Linked DNA regions of Mus musculus: region 1 is linked to region 2. The links are chromatin contacts, called in public promoter capture Hi-C maps. All regions are on one chromosome and are shown on one strand. The core of a region is the stretch at or near the end of the contact, and the rest is flanking DNA. Distances in the headings are between cores, read along the strand shown.

Evidence for each region. Promoter capture Hi-C pulls out the DNA fragments that hold promoters and counts their contacts.
Region 1: a contact with region 2 is called in a promoter capture Hi-C map of liver, with 2.0 times the contacts expected there. The contact joins the promoter of AI467606 here to the promoter of Itgal in region 2. A contact is called at or near these places in 4 of 39 promoter capture datasets (fetal liver, hippocampal neurons and liver), 1 of 484 Hi-C or Micro-C datasets (CD4 T cells) and 2 of 115 datasets of contacts at active chromatin or transcription factors (double positive thymocytes and pancreatic cancer cells).

Annotation. Positions count from the first base shown.
Region 1 is chr7:127,089,903-127,095,515 of GRCm38.p6, reverse strand. It overlaps AI467606 (expressed sequence AI467606), which reads right to left and starts at 4,080. Exons shown (of 2, transcript NM_178901.3): 1 at 4,044-4,080; 2 at 1,467-3,347. The coding sequence starts at 3,261. The coding sequence ends at 2,584.
Region 2 is chr7:127,293,561-127,299,282 of GRCm38.p6, reverse strand. It overlaps Itgal (integrin alpha L), which reads right to left and starts at 3,023. Exons shown (of 31, transcript NM_001253872.1): 1 at 2,760-3,023; 2 at 1,566-1,665. The coding sequence starts at 2,814.

The DNA.
Region 1 (5,613 bases), core at 2,831-5,330, 200 kb after region 2:
CATCAAAATTAACAATTAAAATGAAGTGGAGAAGAGAAGGTGCTCTCTGGCATGCCTGTTACCCCAACCCAGCACACAGGAGAGTTGTGAGTTCTAGGCGACCTCAAAAAGGGGGCACAGGGGCAAAGGTGGGGTTGAGAGATGGCTTAAGGGCTAAGAGCACTGCCTGCTCTTTCAGAGAACCTGGGTTCGATTCCCAGCACCCACATAGCAGCTCACAGCCATCACTACTGTTTTAGGAGATCTAGTGACCTCGTCTGCTCTCTGTGGGCACCAGGCACATGGTGTACATACATTCAGACAAGAGGCTCACACACAGAAAATAAAAAATAAGTAAATCTTTTTAAAATAAAAATAAAAAGTTTGAAATAAAAAAAAGAGTAAAATGCATCTTTCTTTTCTTTTTTTCTTTTTTACCAAGACAGGTTTTCTCTGTGTAGGCCTCATTGTTTTGGAACTCACTCTGCAGACCAGGCTGGCTTCAGAGATCTGCCTGCCCCTGCTGGGATTAAAGATCTGCACCACCACCACCCATATTTGCATCCATATTTTTAAAGAGTTGTTTGATTTTAGTTACTTATATGCCGTGTGTCTGTGTGTGGTTTGTACAAATGAAAGAGGGAGAAGCTTAACCCGAGCTGAGGCCGGACCAGGCCACTCTGTAGTAGGGGGAAAGCTTGGTGGCCCCATCGGGTGCCAAGAGACTCTGCCATCCCAGAACTCCGATGGCAAGATGCTAAGGATGAGTACTGAGCCCTGAAGGGGAGGAGTGGGCAGAGGTGAGGAGTGCGACCGGGACTCTGATCTAGAGCAGATTTTCTCTCCATGTGTGTGCATGTGTGTGTGTGTGTGTATGTGTGTGTGCCCTACATGTATGTATATGCTCATGGAGACATAAGAGAGCCTCAGATCCCCTGCAACTAGCGTTACAGGACCCAGCATCTTCTGCTAGAGCATGCTCATCCCTGCTCATCACAGCCATGCTTCTCCCCAGCTAATGTGTCTAATTATCTATGCTCTTACTCATTCCTCCCTATTGAGCTCTGTGTACGCTGCAATCCAAAATCCTCTCCCTTCCGTCCCCTTTCCCTCACACTTTTTCATCCTTTCTTTCCTTTGACAGAGTCTTACTAAGTAGCCCAGGCTGGCCTTGAACTTGGGATCTCCCACCTCAGCCTCCCGAGTGCTGACATTTCAGGCTTGTCCCACCACCTCTGGCTCATCCTCTTTTCTTTTAACAAGGAGCAGAGTTTGAGGTCAAAGTCTCCAGTAGGCAACACTGTTTCCTTAGGGCTTCATTGTCTACATTGTATTTATTTTCGTGTTTCTGTTTTCTTTTGAGTCAGGTTGCAATTTGGTGTTGGTTAGCCTAGATCCCTCTGCCTCAGCTCTCAGCTTCCTGAGTGCTGCGATTCAGCCACTGGCAGGCCTGGCCTGGCTTTTTTTTTTTTTTTTTTTTTTTTTTTGAACTTGTGGCAAGTAATACTGGAAATACTGATTTCCCACTTACAGAGGTCATACAAAAAGGATTCACTTTAAAACAAATTTATTAAGCATACAGTGAACCGATTTAAGTAAAAATATAAAGTAAATAATGAAACAAAAAGTAAACATACGGCAGGATCGTCATACTCTTGACTGAAGTTTGGAAAGTCAGATTTCCAGATGCCGAAAGCTCCATCTTCCCCACTGCGAACCCCTCTCCTAAAGAAGTTGTCAGCTGGTGGGCACACGGGTATTCGGGACTCCGTTTCTATGGTATGGATCACTGTAAGTAAGTCTGCCCCACAGCAAACCTGCCTCTCTAGACCACTCCAGCAAGCTGGAGGGAAAGATGGCAGAGGCTATGTTTGGGGAGTGACCTTTCTCTGGGAAAAAATCTTCATTCCCATATTGGAACAAACTCAGTTCTCGATAGGCCATGCTTGTCTTAACACAGAATAATAAAACTGTACTGTAGGATGTGTGCAGCCATAAGTCAGGGGGCAGAGGAGCCTACTGATCTGTTTTGGTTCTGTGTCCCAATTCCAGGCAAGGACAGCCTCTCCAGTGTGGCCCATCAAATCCCATGTTGCTGTTTAGTGGCCAAGGCCATTATTTGTACGGAATCAAAGACACCTCCTGGATTTGTCCTCTGTGTTTTCCTGGAGGGCCTCACAGTGGTGGGAGAGAGTGGCCAGGCACAGATAGGGTTTGTGGCTCTGGAGAGCAAGATTCTTGCCATCTCCAGACCACATGACTGACACTCATAACTACCAGCTCTGGGCTGATGGTCAGCATCCCATACAGGATAGGCTGTCTTAGGTAAGTTTGTACCCTGACGTGCCATCTTGAAGCCTTCTGGCCTGTAGCCAGCTAGACTTGCCTTCAATTCTCAGAGTCACGACTTAGGCATTTTAACCTAAGCTGAACTTCAGGCAAGCCTTGGAGTGCAGGCTGTCCACACTCTTAGCCTGCCCACCAGCCAGGTGCAGAAGACAGAAATTTCCACACAAAATTTCCAGCGCAAGGGTCAGGCCTAAGGCTGGAGCTGACCCCTGTAGTCCCTCTGAGGTGGGAGTTAGTCTTACAGGTCCTGAAGACTCAGAAGCCCACGCTGGTCCGGCCTTCCCTCTTCCAGAATGCTGAGATCTGCTCCAGGGTGACCCGAGGCTGGAGACCCCAATCAGGTTCCAGGCTCCCTTGCCTCGGCCTCCAAGGCCTGGGGCTCCCAACCTGCAAGCCAGCCTCTGGCATGGGCTCAGACCCAACCCAGCTCACCAGGCTTGTGTCATGGGGCCTCTCCTCTTGGGTCTGAGGCCTCCAGAAGGTGCTCTGGGCTGGGACTTCTGGTGGGGTCTGAGGAACTAGAGAACTGAGGGAAGAGTATGGGGCTGAAGTGGCTGGTGGAGCAGTTGCTCTGCCCTCTAAGGTGCCACCGGGTGTTGGGGGACCTGGAGCCCTGTCCATCAGCAGAGGCATGGAGGAGCCGTACCAATCCTCAGAGCGCTCCCGGGCGCTGCTCGTGGGCTCAATCCACAGTTCTCCTCCAGGGCGCCAGACTAGGGTGGGGGCACGCTGGCTGGGGTCTGGTTGCGGGCGGCGGAACAGGCGTTCGGCCAGTACAGCAGTAGTTATGATGAAGAAGGCTGTGAGAGAGGCCAGGCCCAGCATGATGGGAATACAAGGTCCACAGGGGATTACTACCCACACTGCTGCCTCCGCTGTAGGCTCAGGGAGCCCCTCCGTGTGCCCAGAGGGCTGCTGAGGCGTCACTGGCATCTGGGAGACTCAGTGTGGACTCAGAACAGTCAGGAACGTCTCCACTGGGAGAAGGAAAGGACAGCAACCAGAGGATATCCCGTTTCCTGGAAAGAGATTCAACAACGGTTCTAACAACTTGACCGTGGCACAGGATGAGACAGTGCTTAGACTGCATGTCACTGGGACTGCACATCATTGGCCTTTTTTTTAAACTGTAACTTTACTTCAGAACCTCAGAGACAGATTGGGAGTCGGGAGTGCTGGATCTCTTTGTCCCTCATCTTGCGTTCCTGCTCCCACCCCCACCCCTACCCACTGTTAATTCGGCTCTTCTAATTGGCTTATTGAGCATGGGTGGCAAAACTAGAGAGGAGCAAAGGGTCCCAGAGAGGTCAAGAGCAAACCAGGAGAGGCCGGAGAACAAGCCAGAGCTGGCTGAGGCTCCCCTGCACAGTCGCAGGCCTTACTTCCCCTCCAGCCCCACCCCCCACCTCTGATGACAGATCAAAGGTCTGGGCTCTCAGGTCTTGCCTCAGTCTCAAGTGAGGAGACTTGGAATGAGAGAGAAACCCCTTGCTGGCCCCTCCCTTCCATATGCACCTACTCTTTGAGCCACCTAACCGCTCTCCTTGGAGGTGGCCCTGTTGTGCTATCTGGCTGTACCAGGTCTGTGGCCCGGCACCTATCCAGCTTCCCCAGCTCTGCCCAATCACTGGCCTGTCTGCTTCCCTTGTTGGTATTTGTCCACATCTCTGCCACCAGTCCCCCATTTGCAGTTGCTTCCGCACCCCTCACCTCACCTGTCACCTTGCTTCAATCTTGGATTTCGCCGTTTTCAGAGCCCTTCTTCCCAGTGCATGCCGGGAGGGTGTGTGTGCGCGCAGCGATCTGAAAGGCCCTGGAGGGCTGGCCTCAGAAGAAGGCGGAAGGGAGGCTACCACCTGTTGCTGGGCGACTGTGCCCCAACTTTTCCTGCCCCCACAGAGTGTTTCCAAGGCAACCTGGGGATGTGGTCAGTGTGGTGAAGAACCACTTCCTGTGTAAGGTGGAGCCAGAATGAGCAGCTGCTTTGCTCCAGTCAGTCCCACCCCACAGGCAAGGTCCAGACCCCAGCGCCTTTACCTTGTCACCCCAAAGGCAAGACCCAGACCCCAGCGCGTTCACCATCTCACCCCAAAGGCAAGGCCCAGACCCCAGCGCTTTCACCTTCTCACCCCAAAGGCAAGACCCAGACCCCAGCGCCTTCACCTTCTCACCCCATAGGCAAGGCCTAGGCGCGATCACCATCTCACCCAACAGGCAAAGCCCAGACCCCAGCGCCTTCACCTTCTCACCCTACAGGCAAGGCCCAGACCCCAGCGCCTTCACCTTCTCACCCTACAGGCAAGGCCCAGACCTCAGCTCGCTCACCCAGGGGAGAGGAAGATTATAAAGACCGGCTCAGGGGCTCCCACAGCGCTGCGATGTATCTTGCTGCCTGCTTCTTGGAGGGTCCCTGTCCTTCCGTCTACTCCCTGCACCCTTTTCATCCAGCTGTGTCATACTTTTGTTTTGTTTGAGACAGGGACTTAAGATGTAGCCCAGGTTGGCCCCGAATCCCCCCCCCCCCCCCACACACACACATACACACTCCCGTAAGCCTTTTGAGTGTTGGTTTCAGTCCCAGGCCACTGTGCCCAGGCTCATCTCTCCACTACTTCTGATACCTAACGGTGTAAGCACTATGAGAGTAATTGTTACCGGTGTTGTTTAGGCCATCATACCTTTACATGGTGTGCATGCAGTGTCTGCGTGTGTGTGTGTGTGTGTGTGTGTGTGTGTAGACCAGAGTCTACTTAATTGATTTCCACCCTATTATTTTATTTTATGTGTTTGTGTGTTTAGCTCACCTGTATGCATTTTGGTCGCAAGCATGCCTCGTGTTCAAGGAGGCCAGAAGGGGATGTCAGATCTCTTGGAAGTGATTGACAGACAGTTGTGAGCCACTTTGTAAGTGCTAGGAATTGAACCTAGGTGCTCTGCAAGAGCATCGAATTAACTGCTGAACTCCCTCTCCCTCTCCCCTTCCCCATTCTCCCTGTCCCCCGGTCCCCCTCCTCCCTTCTCCCCCTATACCCTCTCCCCCTCTCCTCCTGTCCCCCTCTTTCCTTCCCCAGTGCTAAGCTAATAGGAGCACTTAGCTGAGCTTGCGGTGCCCATAGTTTTGAAGTGTGTGCTAAGGTCTAAGCTCAGGCCCTCATGTTTGTCAATCAGCACTGTTGTGTTGTACTGAGCCTTCTCCCAGCCTTTGTTCCCTCCTCTGTCTTCTCTTTCTTTTTTCCAGGGTGGGGGGTGGGGCAGCGGCGGAGGTGTTTGTTTGCTTATGGGTCA
Region 2 (5,722 bases), core at 1,774-4,273:
AAGGTTTTTTTCTTTTTTCCCCTGAGACCGGGTTTCTCTATGTAGCCCTGGCTGCCCTGAAACTCACTCTGTAGCCCAGGCTGGCTTCAAACTCAGAGATCTGCCATCTTCTGCCTCCCAAGTGCTGGAATTAAAGGTGTACACCACCACCACCTGGCTATGTATCTTTTTTTTTTAATTCATTTTATATCCCAATTTCACCCCCTCCCCCTCCCTCCTCTCCTCCCAGTCTCATCTTTACAAGTCCCATTCCCCATTAACCCCTCCCTTTATCCTCAGAGAAGGGGAAGACCCCCTTTGGGTACCACCCCACCCTGGGCTATCCAGTTGTTGTAGGCCTAAGTGAATCTTCTCCCACTAAGGTCCAAAACCATACAATGGAAAAAAGAAAGCATCTTTAACAAACGGTGCTGGTCTAATTGGATGTCTGCTTGTAGAAGAATAGACCCATATCTATCGCGGGGCCATGTATCTTAACAAGCACTTCAAAGTGATGCTAGGCTTATTGTAGCTTAGAGGGCAAAAGTGCTTAACAAGCTTGAGAAACGGAGTCAGATTTGCTCTCCTAAGAGGTAGAAGGAGAGACCTGACTCCAGCAGGCTGTCCTAACTTCCACATGTGCACGAGAACATTCACGTACACACACAGCCCAATCACTACAGCATTCACATACACACGCAGCTCAATAACAATAACAACTGTATGCTTAAAACTTGCTGCCGCGGCAATACACCTCTTACTCTCCAGGCGAGCTCTGGAGTAGCCCCTATTTCCTAATAGCCAAATAACATAATTCTAGACGTTAAAGCTTCATTTCATTTGCATACTAGAAAAATTCAAGGCCCAAAGAGTGTCTGCTAGGTGGGCACCTTCATTTAGTCATCAATTCAAAAGCTATTTGTGACTAGGTGTGGTGACATAGGCCTGTCACCTCTGCTATTCAGAGACAGCCAGAGGCAGGAGGACAGTAGCCCCAAGCTAGCTGTGGGAATTTAATAAGACCCTGTCTCAAAAAGAAAATAAAAAAGAAACCAGGTCTGGTGGCATCTGCTTGTGATCCCAGCACCTCAGAAGTAGAGGATAGGGGGTCAGAAGTTCAAGGCTCTGCTCAGCTACAGCAAATGTAGAAAAACTGATCTACAGAGGCCCTGTCTCCAACCAAAGAACACAAACCCTGATGTAGCTCTATGGAGAGCCTGCCTAACACACATAGACCTGGTATTCAAACAGCAGCACCACCAACAACAACAAAGCCATCAATGCCCAAGCCTGTCCTACTATGTGCTTAGCTTAGGACAAGCCTGTCCTACTATGTGCTTAGCTAGTCTTTGAATTGGGAAGCAGAGAGGAGATGGTCCTCAGACACTCGTGTGGCTTAGGACCCATCACCCTCACTCTATGGTACTAGAGAGAGCCTTGCTCCTGTTTCAAAGATTCCACCTAGCAGACACTCGCAGAAGAGAGGCCAACCCCTGACATGGGACAGTCCCCACCCCTACCCCTGGGCAGATGTGGGGCCCTGCATACCCTGCTGCTGGAGGGTAGTTGAAAGAATAATAGCTCACCCATCTTCAATCTGCAAGACCTGGTACCCAAAATGTCTTCCAGCTTGTGCCAAGAAGCTCTGCGTAGGCCGTGTGTCCAGGTTGTAGCTCCAGGCCTTGGCTGCGGGGAGCAAAGCAGTCAGCTGCTCCCTATCTGGACCCCCCCCCCCACACACACACACCCCACACACACACAGACCACACACACACCCCCACACACACACACCCCACACACACAGACCCCCCCCACACACACAGACACACAGACACAGACTAGTGCTGCCTCTGAGGCCTGTTCCTCCAAACCCACTCATGCTCTGAGGCTGCCTACACCCAAGCACAGACTGGTGGCGCCAGGACTTTCCCTCTGAGGCCTGGACTAGAGACTAGGAGACTACACAGTCTGTCTCCCAGGGTAACTCCTCCCAGACCCAGAGGACTCAACTTCCCCTTGGACCTATTGGGAAAGAAGGAAGGGTAAGAAGGCGGAGGCCCATGAGAAAGAAGCCAGGGAGGGGGCCTCCAGGCATAGAATGACCAAGTTCCCAGGCAGGGACTGGGAAGAGTCTGCCCTGAGGCCCCATGGCTGCCACACTGACTGCGCTTCTCTGGGCACCTTGCATCCCAGCACCTGAGAAGTGACCAGCCTCATGGAGTCACCATACCCAGAACCCAGCAGGTGACTTAAGTTTCCCAACTCTACCCACCAGACATAGGTATCTCCCGACCTTTTAAAATCCAACACCGCCCCTCCCCCATCTTAGGCAGCTAGAGTGCCCTCTGCAGCCTCTAAACTGTCCTTTTCTGGTCCAACTTTCCTTACAGAAAGACTTATAGCACCTTGTGTCCTGGATATCAGAGATGAGGGTACCCTCTTCACCTCCCTTCAGGTGCCCAAAACTCCCAAGCAGACATAATACAAAGGAGGTGGAGTAGAAACCTAACCCAGCCTTCTCCCATCCTGAGTCCTTCCAACCATCTACCTAAACACGTGAAGGCTCACTCCACCTCCCACCCGCTCTTCCTTCCACGCCCTTCGATATCATGCTTCAAGTTTGTGTAGGTTCCCTCTTCTCTCTCCGGGATTCCTGGGTCCCACATCACCTATACCGTCCATCCCCTGGAGTGGCTCCTCATCTTCTTTGGCTCTACAGAGCCTTCTGGTTTCCCCTGTCACAGACAACGTCCCTTTCCCCTCCCTCCTGGATTTCCTACCAAACAGCTGGAGTCCCAGTAGCAAAAGTCTGGGGCCCGCAATCCGGAAACTCATCTGCGCTTAGGAGGGACCTGTGGGTCCGGACTCGATCTCAGAGAGCTCTTGAGATTTGCTGGCAACCTAGACCCGGGAGGAAGAGGGAAATGGTGGCTTCTCTTGCATGGGGCCCCTTCCAGTGGAACTTTCTCAGGGCTGCCAGGCTGATGACACTGGGTGGGGGTGGAAGGAGGGGGTGCGCTCCTGTCCGGGTTGTGAAACCTCTCTGTTCAGAGAGGAAGTATAAGCAGGTTAGATACATTTCCTGTGCCTACTTGCATTTTCACATCATCCAAGAGCAGACAGCAAGGCGGTTAAATTACTGCCACTTCAGCTAGGCAACCTCCGCTCTCACACCAGGCCCCGGAAGATTCTTCAAAGCCTGATAGAAGGGAGTAGGGAGTAGACTCGGGGGAGGGAGGGGTAAGGGGGGGGGAGGGGAGAAGTGCTGTAATTATATTATCTAAAACAACAAACAAACAAACAAACAAGCCAGATAGAGGGTTGCTCAGGAAGCATCCCTAAACCGTCCCTGCTTGAACCACACAGGAAGATTGTGGGTGACAAAAGGATGCATGCAGAAAAGAGAGCCTGGAGCAAGCCACAGAGCTGCAGGCTTCAGAGCTAATTTCTTTTTTCTTTTCTTTTCTTTTCTTTTCTTTTCTTTTCTTTTCTTTTCTTTTCTTCTCTTCTCTTCTCTTCTCTTCTCTTCTCTTCTCTTCTCTTCTCTTTTCTTCCTCTCCTCTCCTCTCCTCTCCTCTCCTCTCCCTCTCCTCTCCTCTCCTCTCCTCTCCTCTCCTCTCCTCTCCTCTCCTCTCCTTTTCCCTTCCTTCCCTTCTCCTTCTCCTCCTCCTCCTCCTCCTTTTCTTTTTTTCACATTTTTTTTTCCCAAGACAGGGTTTCTCTGCGTAGCCCTGGCCACCCTGGAACTTACTCTGTAGACCAGGCTAGTCTTGAACTCAGAGATCTGAGATCTGCTTACCTCTGGGATTACTGGTATGCATGCACTACTACCATTTGGTTAATTTTGTTTCTTTTTTTTTTTTTTTTTTAAAGATTTATTTATTTATTATATGTAAGTACACTGTAGCTGTCTTCAGACACTCCAGAAGAGGGAGTCAGATCTTGTTACAGATGGTTGTGAGCCACCATGTGGTTGCTGGGATTTGAACTCTGGACCTTCGGAAGAACAGTTGGGTGCTCTTACCCACTGAGCCATCTCACCAGCCCCTAATTTTGTTTCTTAAAAAAAAAAAAAAAGAAAAAGAAGCCAGGCGTGGTGGCGCACACCTTTAATCCCAGCACTCAGGAGGCAGAGGCAGGCGGATTTCTGAGTTCGAGGCCAGCCTGGTCAACAAAGTGAGTTCCAGGACAGCCAGGGCTATACAGAGAAACCTGTCTCAAAAAAACAAAAAACAAAAAACAAAAAAAAAAAAGAAAAAGAACTCAGGACACAAAGACAACTCGATAACAACTTTAAAAAGACAACTTTTGAGGGATTCTTTTTTTATTTCTTTTCTTAAAAAAAAAAATCACTGGGCCCATGGGATGTTTTTTTTTTTTTAAGAAAAGAAATAAAAAAAGAATTTGAGGTGTTAGCTCCACCCAAAGAGCCCACATAAAGGTCAAGGTTGTCTTCTGCCCTTCACATGTGTTCCCTGCTCCCCGTCGTACACACATAGTAATTTTTAAATATTCAAAGTTTTATAAATAAATATATTTTTCAAAATCAAAAATAACAATAATTTTCCTAGTGCAGGGATCAAACTGATGCATTCTATTGCAAAGCTTTGCCCCTCAGTTCATATTATTTATGGGGGGCGGGGTGTTGTTGTTTTGTTGGGTTTTTGTTTGGTTGGGTTTTTTTTTCATTTTGTTTTGAGACAAAGTTTCTGTACGTACTCCTGGCTGTCCTAGAACTCACGCTATATACAAGGCTGGCCTCGAACTCATGAACATCTCTTTGCCTCTGCCTCCAGAGTTCTGGGATTAAAGGCATGTGGCATCACGCCCAGCCATTTATGTTTTAAACGAGCACTCTCCCACTAAGCTACCTGCCCAGCTCATTTCTTTAACCATGAAATAGAAATGGCTGACAAAAACATGAAGGAATGCTCAACAACATTAGTTATTATAGAAAGAGCACGGCAGCCTGTAAGGCCTGCAATTGGGGATGGAGACGGGCATGAGGTGCACCTAAGGCAAGCTACAGTGCAGACAGACCCTGAAAACAGACCGGGGTGGGGGTGGGCGGGTAGCAACCAGGTGCAAAGGTTCAGATGTGGAATTTCATTTGAGTGACATGTCCAGAATAAGTAAATTTTTGTGTGTGTGTTGTTGGAATCAAATGTAGTGCCTCAGGCTTGTATTTCAGTTGTCTATCACTGAATTGCGTCCCCAGCCCCCAGACAGGTAAGCCTGAAGAGATGAAGCGTGGATGAGTGACTGCCGAGGAGCAGGAGGAGAGCACGGCTGCTGAGGAGTTCAAGTTTTTTAATGATTCATGTTCTGGGTTGAAATGGTAGAGATGACTGTACAACTTCATGAACATATATGAGAAAAGCTTTTAAATGAGTGTATGTCTGTGTCTCTTTCACTCTCTGTGTGTTTGGTTTTTGTTTAAGATAGGCTCTTGATTGGCCCAGGTTGGCCTTATACAACAATCTTCTTCTGTATTGGCCTCATAGAAACAACACACTAGGTCTGAATATATTAACAGTGACTGAACTGGCCACTTACTTTTTGACATAAGTGTCAAAAAACGTGCAGTGGAAAGAACACTTAGCACCTTGTGCTTGCAGGGCTGGGTGTCCAACTGCAGAAAGATAAAATGAGTGATGTCTCTAACCCGGAAGAAAAATCAACTCAAAGTAGGTCAAAGTCTTTAATACTCAAAGTGTTACAGGAAAACATGAGAAATACACTT